Regions from separate parts of the Gossypium arboreum genome. Here region 2 is linked to region 1. A link is a contact called in public Hi-C data. All regions are on one chromosome and are shown on one strand. The core of a region is the stretch at or near the end of the contact, and the rest is flanking DNA. Distances in the headings are between cores, read along the strand shown.

Region 1 (3,317 bases), core at 209-2,708:
TCGCCGACCCTTCCTGATCACTTCTAGATAAGGAGGACCAGTTTGAGAATGCAACTTACAGAAAGAATAAAAAATTAGGCTCATCTTTTTTCCCTAATAAAATTAAACCTAGGTCATCAGGGGCCTCGTGCGACCATACGAGTTCAATAGGTAGAACACTATCAGATTCAACACCTTTCGTAATTGCTTGGTAGCCATTAGGGCTTTGTTCATAGAGGCAATAACAGAAGATATTCCTAACAGTCAAAAGATTTTCCAATCTTAAGACACGGCCCCTATGCAGCCTTTTATATTGGTCAATGGCAAGCACAGAGTTGAGGGGTTGGTGTTGGAGGCAAATGACTTTGCTGGGCAATGCCCACTTAATTAGGAACTCGAAATCACCCCCAAATTTCTTCTTGACTCTAATGTATTTATAAGGATTGAGGCAAAGGTTGGACAACCAGTTACGAATGATTGGCTCATGCCCTTTTCAGGTACTAAAATACACCATTCCGACCAAGAGCCCCTGATTGCAAACCTTCAGTTGATAGATATGTTGAAAAACACTGAGTAGAGGTGGCTCCTCCTGTAAGCAATAGGTAATAAAATATGCAGTTAAAGTCTACCACGATAAGCTGAAAAGCTTTCCCAGAGCAATTCCATACTCTTTTAAAACAATACAGAAGAATGGGTGGAGGGGGAGATAAAACCCAACTTCAAGCAAATAAAGAGGCAGTAAGAAACCCTCATCGGTGTTTCTCAATCACTTTTCTCATATGACAATATCGAAATCAAAGACGAAGTTTGGTAAAATGATTCCCTGAACCACCAGATGTCAAACCATATCCTCCTCTTTAGTCATACACCGGTATGAGGTGGCTTCTACACCAGTGCTAGTATCACAAGGTCTTTGCAAGACGCCACCTCCAACATCTGGACCAGTCATATGCCTCTACTGGCCACAGCCAACACGACCACCATCCTTTCCCCCGGAACCCATTCTAACCCTAACCATGATTCACATTCGTGCTAAAAAAAAAAAAAAAAAAGAAGAGGAATAGATGATTTACCTCTTGACCAATGATGATTTTAAAAGCAAACCAATAGAAGATTCAACCAAATGCAAGCAAAGTAAGAAAATAGGGCTTCAAAAAACTTGAGGGACGATTAATCTTCTTTGTGATGGTTCCTCTTTTTTAAATCTCTAATAGGTAGAAATGTATCCTACAAGTTTCAAAATCAAACTGCCATTTAGATCCGCCATCAAGCATTCAACACGTGTGAACATCTCAAAATGGTCACTTTGTAACCCTTCTTCGACCAGCCTGGAGAAAAAAATTATTACAACTACATGTCTTGGGACCTGGTCCAGATGGTGACCTAACTAGAGAAATCTAAACATGACGACCTGACTTAGAAGCCGAACATCTCATCTCCTCATGCGACCACGACTCGCCTTGTAACGACTCGAATTTTATGGTTATAGAAAAAGTATATTTTTAAATTTTTATGTTTAAAAAATAGATTCGAAAATATTTATTAGAAATATTTATGAAGTTAATTGTGAGGCCAGTTGTGTGTTTAATTAGACTTTAATTAAGTGAATTTAGCTTAATTAAGAGAAATTAGGAAAAATAATTAAATTGAATAAAGGGTAAAAGTTTAATTATAGATTAAAGAAAAATTTAATGAGCTAAATAAGCAATTAGACTAATTGTTTAGAATGAGGCGCTAATAAGTATAAAAATCTTGAGGTTTTGTTATTACTCTATTATTATAATTATTATTAATTATTATCATGGTTTTCTATTTAAATATTATTATTAATGTTATTATATTATGAAATAAAATAAATTTAAGACAAGTGTATGGTAATAAGATGGTACAAGTGTAATAATGTATATACATACACTTGTATTATAATTATTTATTTACTTAAAATTTAAGTTAAAAGATATTTATTAATTAAATAATTATATTATAAGATTTTGTATGATAAAAATAAAAGAAAGACAAATGGACGGTTTTGATAATATACAAATTTAAAAATATTTATATGTACAATTGTGATATATGTATTTGTTATTAAATAGATATTTATTATAATTATTAGTTTTATATTAAATTATTAAATTATTATTATATTATATTATTATAGTGTATTATTATTAATATTATTAACTAATATATATATAAACTAAAGTAAAATAAAAATGAAACAAAACAAAACAAAGAAAGAAAGAAACAGAACAGGTTAAAACGAACAGGGGAGAAAAGAAGACAAGAAAAGAAAAGCGAGAAACAAGAATTTTAAAGCTTGGAACTTAAATAAGTAAGTCAATTTAAGTCATTTTCTTTTAATTTTGATGTTTTGAAGTTTTAAAACAAGGTTTTGATAAAATTAAGTTAATATTTTGGAAGTTCATAGGTTTTCAAATATAGTTTATGTTGAACAAAATGATGAACTAAGGGTTTAATTTATAGAAATTTTAGTTAGAATTGATTAAAAGATTAAATTGTAAAAGAAGCTATTAGTTTTACATAGTAGTGACTAAATTGCAAGAAGTTTTAGATTAGGGTTTTATGATGAAATTTAGATAGTTATGTCTTAAATTTGGTTGAAAATTGAGTAGAAACAAGGTATGAATTGAGATAGAAAAGTAAGTAAATTTAGTTAAGATTAAAATTGAAATTAAAGTAGAAATTGAATAGAAATTTAAATATTAAATGTAAATTAGTATTGTATTAATGATTATGAAAATTGTTTTAATTTTCGTAGTTAACGTTGTGCCGGAAAACCTTGGCTAAGGAAGGAAAAGGCAAAGTCAACAAGGGTTAGCTCGAAAATTACGGTTTGTATTTCTATACTCCGAACTTAATATTTAATAGTTGAAATTATTATTTATTATGTATGGTAAGTGCATTGAAATGATTATTTGAATTGGAGTGAACATTGGTTAAAATTGAAAAGTGAATTTAATTTTTAATTGTTGTATTTTGATTAAATGTTAAGGTAAGTAATTAAGGTGAGAATTATTTGTATTGAGTTTTACAATTGAAATGGATTGATTTGGTGTAACACCCCTTACCCATGTCCTACGCCGAAACAAGGTACGAGGCATTACAGGACTTAAACATACACATTCATATAAAAACCGAGCCATAAAATCTTTTTTAATTCAAAACCTTTCAAACACATGCATGTCATCCCTTATTTGGGTCTACGAAGCCTAAAACATTCATCGGAATCGATTCGGGACTAAACCGAGAACTTTGAGAAGTTTCAGGAAAACTTAGAAAGTTTTCCCATGAAACAGGATCACACGCCCGTGTGG
Region 2 (3,237 bases), core at 598-3,097, 170 kb before region 1:
ATTTAACACCATAATACCATACTTAAAGAAAAAGAAATATAAGAATAAGAAATGGAATCGAGAATGTTTTACAGAGTTATCATTAATTCATAATCATCAGAACAGTTCAACATAGTTCACCCAAACAGCCAATAAATACCTATTGATATTTCAAGGGAAAAAAATATAAAAAGAATTAACAATATGTTATTCTTATAAGGAGCGATGACAACTTTTCATCTAATGAAACATAGCATATGATCCCATCTCACCAATATGATTTGAATCAACAAACTAGAGGAGAAAATATGAAAGTGGGTAGTTTATAAATTTACCCTTGAACAACTGAAAATGAAAGACATGAAGTCTTAAACAGAATAACCAAACAGACAAAAAGCACAAGTCTGAGACACTGAAAAGAACAGGCAGCACATTTTCATTCACTTGCCTTTGATATTGCCTTTAAGTCAGGTCGCTTAGCTTTGGCCTTAACATCAGCCTCAGAAACATTTCCTCTCTGCAAATAGTTTGTACATTAACAATGAAATTAAGAAGCACATTGCATGACTGAAAGAGAAAAAAAGAATCCATGTTTCACCATTGTCACAGGTAGAAGAGGCAACAACGTCAGAAAAGTTATCACAAAGATACACAAACGTAAAGCTTGATTATCATGAGCCGTATAACTGAAAGAAAAGACAAGAATAACTTACATTGGCCTTCTTCTTGGCCTTGAGGGCTTTCTTGTCAACTTTAGCTGCGCCGCACCTCTTTTCCTCTTCCTATGAAGAACTAGAAAAGATTGTATAAGAATAAAATCTGCTTAACCGATCTCAAATGATGAACAGGATGCAATGCAAAACATTATATAACGAAACCAGAGTAGTGAAGTTTCAACTGACATGAAGACCGAAAATCAGTAGAAATAGAGACAGACCTGAACAAAGTGAAGATAGTGCTTGTTGAACAGCCTTATAGTCTCCTTGACCTTCATATGTGCACTTTTCTCGGCAACATTGGGAGCATTGGTACCGTCAAGCCCCTCTGCAATTTTGGCCGCTCGTTCCACCATTTTCGCCACTTTCTTGTTGATTTTAGGGTCAGCAGGGAGTGATGAAATCTCAGGAAGCTGTTGGATCACGGTTTGAGCAGGTTGTAGCTTTAGCTTTAGCTTTTCAGCATCCACATTAACTTTTTTGGTGCTACGTCCAACATCTTCATTCAGAAGCTCCAGTTTCCGCTTTGCCAAAAGCTCCATCTCAGCTTTCTGTTTGGCGGCTTGTAATCTGGCACTGGCTCTCCGTTGTCCGGCGACGTTGTCCGTGACCGCTGAACCATTCTCTTTTACCTGAATCTGGACCCTTTTGGTTCCGTTTTTAGGCGTAGGGACAGAACTCTGGAGCGAATGCGGCGATTGAACCACCATATCGAAAATCTAAAACGGAAGAATGCGATGCTATGATGAAATGAAAGAAGGAATGTAGAAGAGAAGAGAGAGGGGAAAGTTAGGGTTAGAAGAGGAAAAGGCTAAGAAACAAAGATTTGACAGTAAGGAGCGAGGATGGATGGATGGATGGATGGATGAGGGAAAGCACAAACTCACAGCGCCACAGCCACAGCCACAGCAGAGCACAGCACAGCAGGGGAATCCTTAACTCATTGGATGACTAAATTCGAAATTAAAAATTTAAGAGACAGTGAGAGACAGAGGAGGGAAGATGCAGGTTTTTATTTTTTTAACTTTTACATACATTTTTGCTATGTAATAGGAAAACAGGAAAAAATAAAAGTTTGTGGGGATAGTGTATACTAACATACATGCATATTGTACATTTTCCTACAACTACGCTGGGTGTCTCTCAGGTATTCCGATTTGTAAGGTTTAATGGATTTAATTTTTTTCGAACTTTTTTCTATAAAAAAAAAAGACATATTTTTCTCAAATTTAATATTCTACATCTTTTCTATTATGGAAAGGAATAAAATTCAACAAGTATGGAAACATATGAAAAATAAATACATAATCTCAAATTTAATTTGCATCTTTTGTTGAAAAATATGGTTTAAAAACGGTTTTCTATAATAAAAATTAAAATTTTAAAAATCGAATTGGCTCGTAATATTTATAGTAATAATTTTTCTTTTAAAAAGTATTTGTCCTTTGTGCGAGATAAATCTTAGACGTTCTTAAGTTTCAACCGAATAATTTTCTCCATTATTCTTGCAATACGAATTACTTTTAATGTGAGCTCGAATAATCACAAATCAAAACAAAACTAAAATGAACTTATTACTTTCAGTAGGAAAGTAATTCTCTCTAAATAGAAACCGGTAAAATTGTAATTCCAGAAAATAAAATTTATTTTTTAGAAAATAAATTCACACTACTTTCTGGTAAATTACAATATATGAATATTATGTAAATAGTTCTACTGGTGTGATCTAATTATGGAGAGTGACAGAAGAATCTTAGTTGAATTGGTAAAACACAAATAATATTTATTTAATGAAAAATAATATTCTTACTATAATGGATGGGGTGGGTGGCACACCCTTCAAAACTACTAGGATTGTCACCTTTTTCATCTTGTATTAAAGGATTTGGACCTCTTATATTTGGTTTAATTATATGTGTTTTCCGAACTTTTAACCCTAACACTTTATAATTTAATCTCACTCAATATATTATTTTCTCAAAATAAATATTATTTATTTAATTAGATAAAATAATTTTTCAATTACATAATTTTTTCAACTCAATCCTAATGTCATTAAAATCATGACAACTTTACTGTAAAAGAATCTATAAGGAAATATATTTAATTTTCATATACAATGATTCACAATGACTATTTAATTTAATTTAGTTTTAGAATTTTAATTATTTAATTAACTAAATAATAATTCAAAACCTTAAATTAATTCTCAAGTTCTTTCTATACTCAAGTGAGAAAACAAATTCATTTATCTACTTTCATCATTTCCATCAATTTATATTCATTTGGTTCTACATGGAATTCATTTTTGGTTTCAATGAGCTAGTGTAATGGGGCTAGAACTTTAGTCTAACAAACTGTGTGGCCTTAGGCCATTCTTTTGCTTCAAATCTACTTAAGTCAACCTTACTTTCAAAAGTGAGAATTCACAAAGAAAATTCTCTAAGGTAAAGAAATAAAAGCAGCAGCAAAACTCTTAAACAAAGAAGCAAAAAGTGAACAAAGAAGTCATAAGAAAACTAAGTTGATAAACCGTAATTTA

Evidence for each region. Hi-C and Micro-C count contacts between places; a contact is called where the count stands out from the background.
Region 2: a Hi-C map of leaf shows a contact between it and region 1, with 2.8 times the contacts expected there. The contact joins the promoter of LOC108460800 here to the promoter of LOC108458408 in region 1. A contact is called at or near these places in 2 of 5 Hi-C or Micro-C datasets (both in leaf).

What each region holds. Positions count from the first base shown.
Region 1 is chr4:21,562,277-21,565,593 of ASM2569848v2, reverse strand. LOC108458408 reads right to left here and starts at 1,458. Exons shown (of 2, transcript XR_008281488.1): 1 at 1,053-1,458.
Region 2 is chr4:21,732,827-21,736,063 of ASM2569848v2, reverse strand. It overlaps LOC108460800 (histone-lysine N-methyltransferase, H3 lysine-9 specific SUVH4), which reads right to left and starts at 1,847. Exons shown (of 16, transcript XM_053027182.1): 1 at 1,583-1,847; 2 at 917-1,414; 3 at 693-761; 4 at 428-496. The coding sequence starts at 1,405.